2 separate regions of the Mus musculus genome follow, and region 2 is linked to region 1. The links are chromatin contacts, called in public Micro-C maps. All regions are on one chromosome and are shown on one strand. Each heading gives the region's core, a stretch centred on a gene start, on an enhancer-like site or on the middle of the called end of the contact. The rest is flanking DNA. Distances are from core to core; before and after follow the strand shown. Region 1 holds the start of Hsf5 (heat shock transcription factor family member 5). Region 2 holds the start of 0610039H22Rik (RIKEN cDNA 0610039H22 gene).

Region 1 (5,063 bases), core at 1,490-3,989:
AGGATCAACCCTGACTACATGGCAAGACCTTGTGCCCCAAAATTAACTAACACAGAAAGCAAACAAACAAACAAACAAAACCCCAAAACAACAGGTGAGGAAAAGTAGAAGAGCCAAAGACCTTAGAACATAAAAGCAAACAAATTGCAACGGTGTTTCTGAACTTAACAGAAGAATCACTTTACACCCGAATGAGAAACACAATTGCCTTCTGCACTAAGTCTATGCTACAGGCTATCCTAACACCCTGCTGGACGGGACAACAGGGAGAGAACAGGAGATGCCTCAAAACACACATCCTCCACATACACTAAAAAGGTGTGATTTTTTTTTTTTAATCAACAAATATCCTTTAAACTGCTTAAATAATCTGGACACTGACCTTATGAACACAACTGGAAAAAAAAAAAGATTCACTGGGTACAGGGAGTTGCCACCAAGCCGGATGACTTGAGTTTGATCCCAGTAGAAGAGAACAGTCTCCTAACAAGTTGTCCTTTGACCTCCACACACATGCCATACCTTAAGAGCACGTGTGTACACATATACACAAATAAGTAAATATATGTAATTTTAAACATGAACAAAAAGAATACAACTGGTTTAAAACAGTTAAGAGGAAAAGAATAAAGAGAACTGTTATTTCCCTGTCTTTTCTCCTTATGCCTTCTAGAAATAAGACTTGAAAAATGAAACAAAATAAAAAACCCAAGCTAGAGTTTCTGCTGAACATATTCTGTAGGATTGTCTTCATGGTCTTTTCCCACACAATTCCCAAGTCAAATCAAGGACCAATGCCATGAGGTAGCTCACTATTCCTTTAGAATTCCTTTAGAACATTCCTGGGCCAGTTATTTTCTCAGCAGGTTACTAGAACTTTAACCTAGTTCCTTATCTTCTAAACTCCACAGACAGAAAACCTAGGCCCTTATCTTCCAAATTCCAAATGCAGCATTGCTTCAGTACTGGGCCTAGATGAAACTGACCATAGTGTTATTTGTACATTTGCATTTTTCCCATGCTTCAAAGTATGAAAATTGTTTCTACTAGTCTTCTATGTGAAGGTGAAAAAAAAAATCCAAATTCTGATTATTGTATCCTGTTGCTTTCTTGGTACAGCTGTCTATTGTGGCCTCCATATAGAGCAAGGGGACACCGCCACCCTCACCCGTTTAAGAGTGCAGAAAGGCACTTCAAATCAAGTGCATGAAATACTGTGACCACAGGGCTCTTAACTTTTCACTGAATATTTACACAGCCCCCCTACCCCTCCCCCGATCCCGAATAATTGTGAAATGCCAATAAACTATAAACGTGTGTGTTCTAAAATTCTTTTAAACTTAAGCCTTGACATCTGGTCTTTGTTTCGTTTTTTAGCCGTTTTGCTTTATGTCTGTCCAACCATAACATCTCAAGTAGGGCATCAAACTCCAAGTATTAGTAAACTGGTTCTATTCTACACTGGATCAAACCTTGCCCCTTAGATTATGCATAAACAGTGTCTACCGCTCTATTCATGTCAATAAGTGGAAGGTGTCCTGTCTCTGAACAAATGTGCACTCCAGAGACCTGTCCCTCTTTTCCTTGGCTGGGTAAATAAATAATGCCTTAAGTTTTCTTGCTGGTGACTTTGTTCCTTCGCACCCAACCTGTAGAGTGCCTGTTCTTTTGACTATGGGACAGTGGAGGCCTCTCCCACCCAGTGCTTTGATAAATACAGTGGAGAGACTAGGTACAGGTAAATGGTTCAAGAGCTTTGGGAGTAGGTTAGCTCCTGGGGCTCACTCTCTTAGAGAAGTGTGGAAAGCAAGCGTCAAGTCCATGTCCTTTTTGCAGCTAAACCCGGACTAGGGAGATGCTTACGGACTCTTGCCAGAGGAAAAGCAAGTGCTAGTGGGGATGATGTGACCTAGTCTTGGGGTTGTGCAGAAACGGTGTTTGCGCCCTGCCGCCCACGTGCTTGATGGAAAGCGAGGATCTAGGTGGCACACACTCACCATGCTGCTCTGGCCGAGGCCCAGCAGGTTGGGGCGGCGGGTCCTGATGCTGCAGCGGGGAGGTAGAAGCTGAGGCCGAGGCGGAGGCTGACGTGATGAGGAGCCGCTGGAAGCGGTTGGGCGGGCGACAGGGCACCTCCAGTCCGGCCGCCAGCTTGGCCTTGTTGGCACTGGTGAGCCTCTTGAGGTGAACGAGCAGCTGAGGCTGGTCGCGGCGGAAATGCGGGCTGTGGAAGTGGTGGAGTGGCCCGTCGCCCGCCGGCCCGCCAGCCCCAGGCCCGGGCCCGGGCCCCGCCGCCCCCGGCCCACCCAGCACCACCTTGCGGAAGCCGTAGAGGTTGAGCTGGCGGATGAAGCTGGTGAAGTTGGTGGTTTTGAAGAGCTCCGGCTCGGCCCCGGCCGCCCCGACGCCGCTGCCGCCGCCCCCGCCGCTGCTCCCGGCTCCCCCCGCGCCCCCGGCACCCGGGCCGGGCGGGCTGAGCAGCTCGGCCTCGAAGAGCGGCTGGTCGATGAGCAGCCCCTCGCCTCGGCCGTCCCAGCGGATGGAGCGGTACCGAGGGCTGTTCACCAGCCGCCACAGCTTGGCGGGGAAGTTGTTGGGGTTGATGGGGGTGGACAGCAGCGCCTCCTCCATCGCCCGCCCGGGCCCTGGGCCTCGCCCCGCCGAGCCTGGCTCTCCCACCGTTCTCGATCCCCCGGGCCTTCGCTGCGCCCTGCCCCCTCCTGCCAGCGCCCGGCCGCCGAGGCCCGGACCGTTGGCGCACGAGTCCCGGCACGCCCTCCGGTGTGGCCAATGGGGCCTCGAGTTCCCGCCGCGTGGTGGCCGACGGGGCGCGAGCCCGCCCTCCCCCTCGGTTGGGATGCACGCCTTCGAGGGCAGCAGCGGGGACACTGCGACACAAGGCTACCTTCGCGTGCCTTCCAGAACCGGCCCCTCTCTGTCTGTTCCCAGGAGGGCAGCACGCCAGGGAACCACGGTTCCCGAGGAGAAAGCGGGCGGCCGGTTAGGCAAACTCTGAGGGGCTCCAGCAGGACAGGACGGCCAGCGGAGGTTTCAGAACGCAGAGTGCACTCAGGCGATACACAGCTAATGGTTCCTGAGAACAGAGGAACCCACTCCAGTCTTCCCTAACAGTCGAACTGCTGCTCTCTTCAAATAAAAATGACAGGGGTTGGGGGCTGGGGGTACATACTGTAACTGTAGTACATGAACTCATTCATCTTGTATACAGAAGCATAGTTACACCTTAAAAAAAAACACACCTTAAATTCAAATTAGATGAGGTCCTTGGTACCTGGCAGAAGGGAATAAAGAAGATAAGTATGTGCTTAATGACCAGCTATGATCTCCCAGAGAAGAAAGAAATGAACCTCACTTGAATGGGGACTCAACAAACCCAAAATACAAGAGGGACTACCCATGGGTACTAGTTTGGTTTGGTTTTTTTTATAAAGCCCAGCCTGGACCTTAAACTTGCCTTATTCCTCTTGCCTTTAGCTCCCCAGTACTCGGTGTACAACAAGGCTAGTCCAGTGGCGAACGCTTTATCCATTAAGCTAGACTCAATCCCAATACCAGTAAGAAATAAAAAGACCCAACAAAGCAGCACTAATATAGAGATTTTATTTGAACTGTATTGAGTTTTTACAGCACATTGCATGTTTGTCACAACGCAACTGCACAGTTTGGATTTTTGGCCACATCATGTCACTTACACCCACAACAGCTCTAAAAGGATGCACACATCTGAGCCAGAAGCCCAGAGTCTCTCTCCAAGGCCATGCAATCTGTTCACTGATGGGACAGTCCCTCAAAACAGTCACACAAAGTAGACAGATACAGTCTCCCCGAATGTCCCCAATCCCCCTGAAAACAGAGTGAAGTGCAATGAAAACTGGTAATTAAAAAGCCACTTATGACTGGCAGTAACATTTAATGATTGAGAAAATGCTTAAAATAATTTTATGTATCAGAGACAAATAGTTTATCACTCTTTCATTGATCTTAGGAATTTCTCAGACACACACACACAAAAAAAAAATCTCCATTCTTCAGCTCCATTAAAATGAAAAAAAAAAAAATGTGCTAGGCTGACCTAAATATGCCAAAACTTTTTAGGTTACATCCATGGCAAGTATAAAAGGAGCACAGAGGCTTCGCTGTGGAACTGAAGAAAAGGTCGGAGAAAGGACTCCTATTCTAAATGCAGGTTCTGGTTAGTCTGGAATGAAAAAAAATGTTTTCTTGAAAGCAACGTGACAGTAGCAGTTGAGAAAGACAACGGCTGCAGTTTTAACACAGAGTGAGCATCACATTAATGCGCTAAGGAAAGTGTAGCTAGGAAGTCCTATAAGCCAAGGAGACTGTATCTGTCCCAACCACAGTACATGGCTATGTTACTGTATCTTTTGGTTAAGTGCCACTGGTACATAGTAAGATGAAAAACAAAATCTAAATAAAACAAAACAAAGTGTTTGGTCCAAATGGACACATCCTCACTCCCAATTTTGGTATCAAGGCTTTCTTCCTTCTGTTTGGGTTCCATTGTTAAGTGCACAGAAATAGACAGCAGCATTTGTACTGAAACCCTCACATACCAAGTAGCATATGCTAGGAGGTAAAAACCAAATGCTATATTCTACCCTCAAGGTGTCAAGTGTTCAGGATAAGAAGCAGTGTGACCCAGAGGAGGCAGCGGCCAAGGGAAAGACAACATGGGGGAAGTGGGCAGTGGAACAACAAAATCCTTTATTTTCATGCCAGGAGAGATCAAGGTGTAGCTTCCATTTTAGCACCAGGACAACTAGGAAAAGTCAGGTGCAAAGGGTAGGGCACAATCAGCAGAATTTCACAAGGATAATCTTGCTTTTCCCTTCTCATTCTTCACAGTGCGTCCCTCAAAAGCAGCCACTGCATAACAGTGGCAACTGCCTTCACAGCCCAGAATAACTGGTTCTCACAAGACTAAGCATTACCAGAGTTCTTCTGTTTCCAAGTGTCTTAATCCTCAAAACTGTCCCTCTGAAACTGAATGTTCACTGATGCTAGCCACTGAGCCTGATGAA
Region 2 (5,622 bases), core at 2,880-5,379, 1.0 Mb before region 1:
AACTTCGTGAAGCCGCAGTGCGTTGTCAGATTCAACAGTTATTCCAAGGAGCACAATCCACAGATGGTGTCTAATTGATAAATTAAAAGTTAGGCTTCTCTAATGGCTTTGCATTTAAGCCCAGTTTCCCACCCGTGCGCTGACCGCCACTTCTGTGAAGCCCCCTTCCCCTCTCTATCCTCCAGGCCACAAGGGGGAAAAAAAAACCCAAATAACTGAAACCATGAAGTTCCCCTCGTCAGCCCCTAAAAAGCCAGCATCTGCTGGGTCCTTGGATTTGAGTGCCACACCCCCCTCCGTCCTTCAAGCCCGGAGCCCCCACTTGGGGTGGTCTTGTGCTAACAACCGAACAGTGGGGACACTTGGGTCCTGTATGTGCTTTGTGTTCTGTCAACCTGGATCTGTTGCTCAGATCTGCCTAGGCCATTTATCTTCCACAGCTCCTCCTCTGTCCCTCCATTGTCGTCCCCACCTCCCAACACCCCCACCCAATCCCCCACCCGTTCTTTTTTTAGCATTGTTGGCTTTCATCCGTCAGAGCACTAGATTTTTTTTTTTTTTTTTTTTTTTTGGTACAAAACAAAAGCCTCAGTTTATTAAAACAAAAACAGTTTACAAAAATCCAGCCCAGAGCCCGTCTGTTTTTCAGGCCTTGTAGCACTTCCTGTCTGTCAGCAGTTGATATCCAGAGAACTGACTTTTCATTTTAACAGAAAACATTTGCTGTTTGCAAGGATCCGGTTATATTCAGAGATACCAATCCTCTATTGAGACTCAAGGGCACATACACAAACACACCCTTGAAGGTCAGCAGATGGGGAAACTGAGGCATGCGGTTCTGGGGAGTTCCCTCGGGGCATAGTCTGTGAACTGTGGGTATTCATTCATCTTAGCTAGTGTCCGTGGACACTTACTGTGCTCTTGGGATGCTCAGGGGACCTTGGAAAGGGGGAGGGGAAGTCACATGGAGCACCGGGACTATGGGGACAGATATCACAGATGCCACAGGTAGGTACCCGGGTGGTACCTCCTGGCACAGGTACTCTGGGACACTGGTTCACAACCTTCCTACCGCTGCAACTTTTTAATACAGTTCCCAGTGTTGTGGTGACACCACCCCCACATAAATTATTTTTGTTGCTACATCATAACTGTAAATTTGCTACTGTTATGAATTTTGTTTTCCAGTGGTCTTAGGTGAAAGAATTACTTTATCTCCAAAGCCGTGATCATGACCCATGGGTTGAAAACTGCTGTTCTAGAGGGAGAGTGGGGTGGTCTCAAAGCCAGACCCAGTCGCATCTGTGAGTGCAACAGGAAGGCATACCTCAGCATGAATGTGGAGGAGCCTCTCTAGGACAGCAGCACCTGTTGGCAGGCTCAAAGTCTAGGAGAGTCAAGGGCAGGGCAGGGGGAGAAAGCTGCAATGTCATCCTAGCAGATTGCATTCTTTTGAGCACTTCTTGCTCCTCTGGTGTTGGGAGCTTCTTATCCTCTCTTGTTTCTTTGCTTTATTCCTGTATATGTATCCGAATCCTTTTTCTTCCCTGATGTTGAAGATAAAACCCAGGGTTCTGCACACGCAAGACTAGGCCTCTGCTACTGAACTGTGGCCCAGCCATGTCACAGCCCCCTGTGTACTGTGTGCCTGGCGCGTTGAAGCGTCTCAGATGCTGACTGAGTGAAGAGACTCTCCCTGTGATGGATACTATCTATCCTGACTGACCTTAGAGTCAGGCCTGTGGTTCTGATGGCTTCCAGTTTTATTCTGGAGTCTCTCTGACTCCTCTCCGTTCCTCACTGTCCTATGAAGGGATCACGTATGTGCAGCAGCCGTTAGGATGCTATAAAGCATGCTGTTGGGGGTTGTAAATAACAATCCCGATCTCTGTTTAGACTCAGTTGCTGTTTCTGTCTTTTAGAGGAGAGGAGAAATAAAACTTAGCTCACTCTACCTCTCCATGTAATAGTTAATAGCATAGGACCTGTTAGGTGTTGTACCTCCATTGGTGCTTATATGTGTGTTGGGTACACGCGTGTTTGTCCGTGTGTGGAAGCCCGAGGGTGTGTTTGCTTAGACACTCTTCACCTTTTTATTGAGGCAGGGTCACTTACTGGTTTGGAACTAGCCAGAGTGTCTGAGCTCCAGGGATCCACCCACCTCTGCCTTCCAATTCTGGGATTACAGTCATGAGCCATCACTCCTAACTTAAAAAAAAAAAAAGCAAATAAATAAAATAAAAAGCTAAATGACAACAATTAAAAAAAACCCCACAGGTTTTGAGGATAGAATTCTTGTGCTTGTAAGACAAGTACTTTACCAACTAAGTTCTTCTCCCTGCCCTAATTAACAATAATAATAACAACAATAATTATTGTTTTGAGATAAGGTCTCTCTATATTTATTCCAGGCTGGCTTTGAACTTGTGACCCTCCTGCCTTAGCCTCTGGAAGGATGAGATTAAGGGAGTATGTTAGTGTATCCTGGTAGGGCCAAGTTTAAAACAGAAGGTTTTCTTTGTACCATGGAACCTTGGCTTGGTCTTTGCTCCATATCATGCTGTCTCAGAGCAAGAATACGGAGGTGATGGGGAGCAAGGATTAGATCATATCTATTTGTTTACTTGCTGCCAAAGAGGAACTGTGAGGATGCTGTGGCAGAACCTGGCCTAATTGCCTGTTGTTTCTTTTTTGCCATGGTGTGGGTGGCTTTTGAAATTCCCTGTAGTTTATGGAGGCGAGCCTGTGCCTTGCGGATGCCAGATGATGTAGCCGAATGGCTGTCGGCTGTTTATTTGCTAGTCTGTCGTTCTCAACACAGCATTCTTGAGTTCGGGAGGCCCTACACTGTTTGATGTCCCCTCCTCCTCCACCTCTAAATATAACCAGCCAGTCAATCAGTCTTGGCAGCCGTCGGGGCTAGGGCTGTCAGACGGAGTTTGCCTTGGATCCTCTGAACTATTGGCTTGTTTTCCCAGCTTGCAAGTGTATTCAAATAGTGAGATTGGAATTAGCCTTGCAAACATGCCGGCAGGTGGGGCCTCCAGGTTGAGAAGGAGGCAGCGTTTGTGGTGTCAAATGACATTTCTCTCTCCTCCACTCTCTGAAGTGGAGCAGGGGCTGAGTTGAGCGAGGGAGTGGTGGCTTTCACGCTTAGTGAGCAAGATGCGTGGGTGTGTTTTCCTGAATTGTGATTAAATTTTTTTTTCTTTTAAATTTTAAGTTGTTGCAAGAGAGAAAATGAGAAACCGGCAGGTGGTGGGGATTACTCGAAGGCTGTGTTGGATGGAGGAGGAGTACAGATGTAGTTTGGGGAGGGGTGTTTTCCCAGGGTATTTCAAGTGGACTCTGAGGCTCCCATCCTGGCCAGGGTTCTAGGTCTTCAGAAAGGACACAGCTTCCTGAACGGGAACAGCCCTTCCTGCTGCTGCCCTGAGGCTATTCCTGTAGGCTAGGAACAGTGTGGCTCCCAGTCCCCCCCCCCCCCCCCGAGGCTTGTTAAAGGGACCTGTGGGTAGCTGCCCGAAGATGCTAAATCCCAACCTGAAAGGCACCAGGGAGAAGCCTTGCACACACATTGCCATCCCTCTCACGCCCAGTTGCTTTTACCTGGAGCTTCATTGAAGGATGCAGTTGCGGTTGTCTGTGGCATGGCCTGGGCACATGGGTCCCTGCACTTCCGCCAACTGTGTGGTACCCTGTAGGCCTGGGCAGCTCTGTGATTGGTGCCAGCAGCAGATGCAATCATCCAATGATGGGCATCCACACTGGGTTCTGTAGGGTTCCGGGTCTTTAGCTGAGTTTAGAGAGGAAGAAGTTAAAGCAGCTCACCCAGGTCCTAGGGGCTCCTGCAGCCCAGAGTTGTCCTATACATGAATCTTCCAGAGGAGTTGCTTTGTGGTCCAGGACCCCTGGTTATCCATGACACCCTTGCATGGGATCTGTAAAGATAATTTTTTTTTCCATAAGAATTCTAAGATCGGTCTTTCATGGATATACAGTGGAATTTTCCAAAGGAAATCTCTACCAAGGATTTCCATCTTGGGCTGCCTCCTGGTCATTTGGTGACATAGTGCTGAATGCTGAGAAAACTTGTCCTAGGTAGGACCTGCTTCGATCCCCTGGTGGACTGTTGGTGTTGGTGCTGGTGTCTTGGGTTAATTTTTTGTGATCGTCGAGGGAGGACACCCCAGAACGTCAACGGGCATCAGTCACCAGCCTTGTTGTTAACTGTGCTTCCTCCTCTGTCACGGGGAGGAGTGTGGGTTCTGAGCAGCTGTGTGCTACAGAGCACTGTAACCCTGAGAGAGGTGGTGACCTCTCTGATCCCCTGCAACCCCTACAAATAGAGCAGGCAAGAAACTGCTGAACAGACAGACATGTGGGCCTCTGCCAGAGAGAGGGGCCCTCCCATTACTGAGTAATTTGTTTTGGGTTAGTCCCCCGAGAGATGGGGGGGGGGCAGGGGCGTGTAGCACCTTCTCAGTTGCTTCTGGCTTTGCAAAGGGACATGATGCAATGCTCACACAAGATGTCAATTAGCTCTGAACTGGGAAGGAAGGGATGAGAGGGCCCAGCCTGTGCCTGGGTAGGGTGCCATTCTGTGAGTTCCTTCATTTCATGTGCTCCTGCGAGCAGAATCTGATACCAAGGATAACAGATGAACAAAAGGGGGGGTACCTTCATTTGTGTCAGGCTGGGCAGGCTTCCTTTCTGGTCTCAATACTGTATCTACAGTGTCCCTAGAGAATGATGGGACTGTGATCTGGAGGGGTTCAGAGGAGAAAGGAGCCAGGGTAACCCTCACCCTCCCTTAACAAGAATAGAAGACAGTAAAGGGCCCCAGAAATAAATAATTGTTAACCAGACTGATTAATCAATAGACTAATTAAAAATCAAACACCTAAGAACACCACGGTCTGGGTTAATTATAAACCAACATTGAGGCGTTAAAACTTGTCCAGCCCATGGCTTTGAATTATTAACTGAATGAGTTAATTTCAAGCCGTCAGCTTAGGTAGCTGTGAGATCCAGGGTTAGAAGGAGGGGAGTTAGTGTGCCCTTTCCTTCGAGGGCCCGCTTTGGCGCCACGATCTTTATCAGTGTTGCTGTTTGCATTTTAAATCAAAATATCCTAAATGTTAGGCAGAGCCTCACACGCTTCAGTAAACTGTGCCGAAGGAGCAGAGCGAGCCAGCAAGAGTTGGCCTACGCTTTTCTTTCCTGTTGAAAGAACGACCGGTCTTAGTATCCCAGCATTCCAGTGGGAGAAAGGGCTCTGATGAATGCTTTCGGTTTGCAGTGATGACCACCCCCCCCCCCCCGCCCCCAATCCTGGCCCCAGCTCTGGCCCTGGCCCCGGCCCCTGTCTTGGTTGCTCTTTAGTGTGTTGGTTGCTCTTTAGTGTATTTTTTTTTCCTCTTTCTGAGATCAAGGTCTAGGCGTGGGTTCTCAGAAGTCTCCCCTGACCACCTGCTCTGATTTGAGACCCCTATAACACTGGGTGATGGTTGAGTACCCTCTCCATGCTTATGAGGGGTTTTAACACAGGTTTTTGTTTTAAAGATTTATTTATGTATATGAGTACACTGTAGCTGTCTTTAGACACATCAGAAGAGGACA

What was found. Hi-C and Micro-C count contacts between places; a contact is called where the count stands out from the background.
Region 2: a contact with region 1 is called in a Micro-C map of embryonic stem cells, with 4 times the contacts expected there. The contact joins the promoter of 0610039H22Rik here to the promoter of Hsf5 in region 1. A contact is called at or near these places in 2 of 39 promoter capture datasets (hippocampal neurons and liver) and 1 of 484 Hi-C or Micro-C datasets (embryonic stem cells).

Annotation. Positions count from the first base shown.
Region 1 is chr11:87,614,840-87,619,902 of GRCm38.p6, reverse strand. It overlaps Hsf5 (heat shock transcription factor family member 5), which reads right to left and starts at 2,739. Exons shown (of 6, transcript NM_001045527.1): 1 at 1,998-2,739. The coding sequence starts at 2,631. It overlaps Mtmr4 (myotubularin related protein 4), which reads right to left. Exons shown (of 19, transcript NM_133215.2): 19 at 3,601-5,063.
Region 2 is chr11:88,617,758-88,623,379 of GRCm38.p6, reverse strand. 0610039H22Rik (RIKEN cDNA 0610039H22 gene) reads right to left here and starts at 4,129. Exons shown (of 3, transcript NR_131025.1): 1 at 3,610-4,129; 2 at 2,116-2,208; 3 at 1-70. All of the region lies in intron 5 of Msi2 (musashi RNA-binding protein 2), which reads left to right.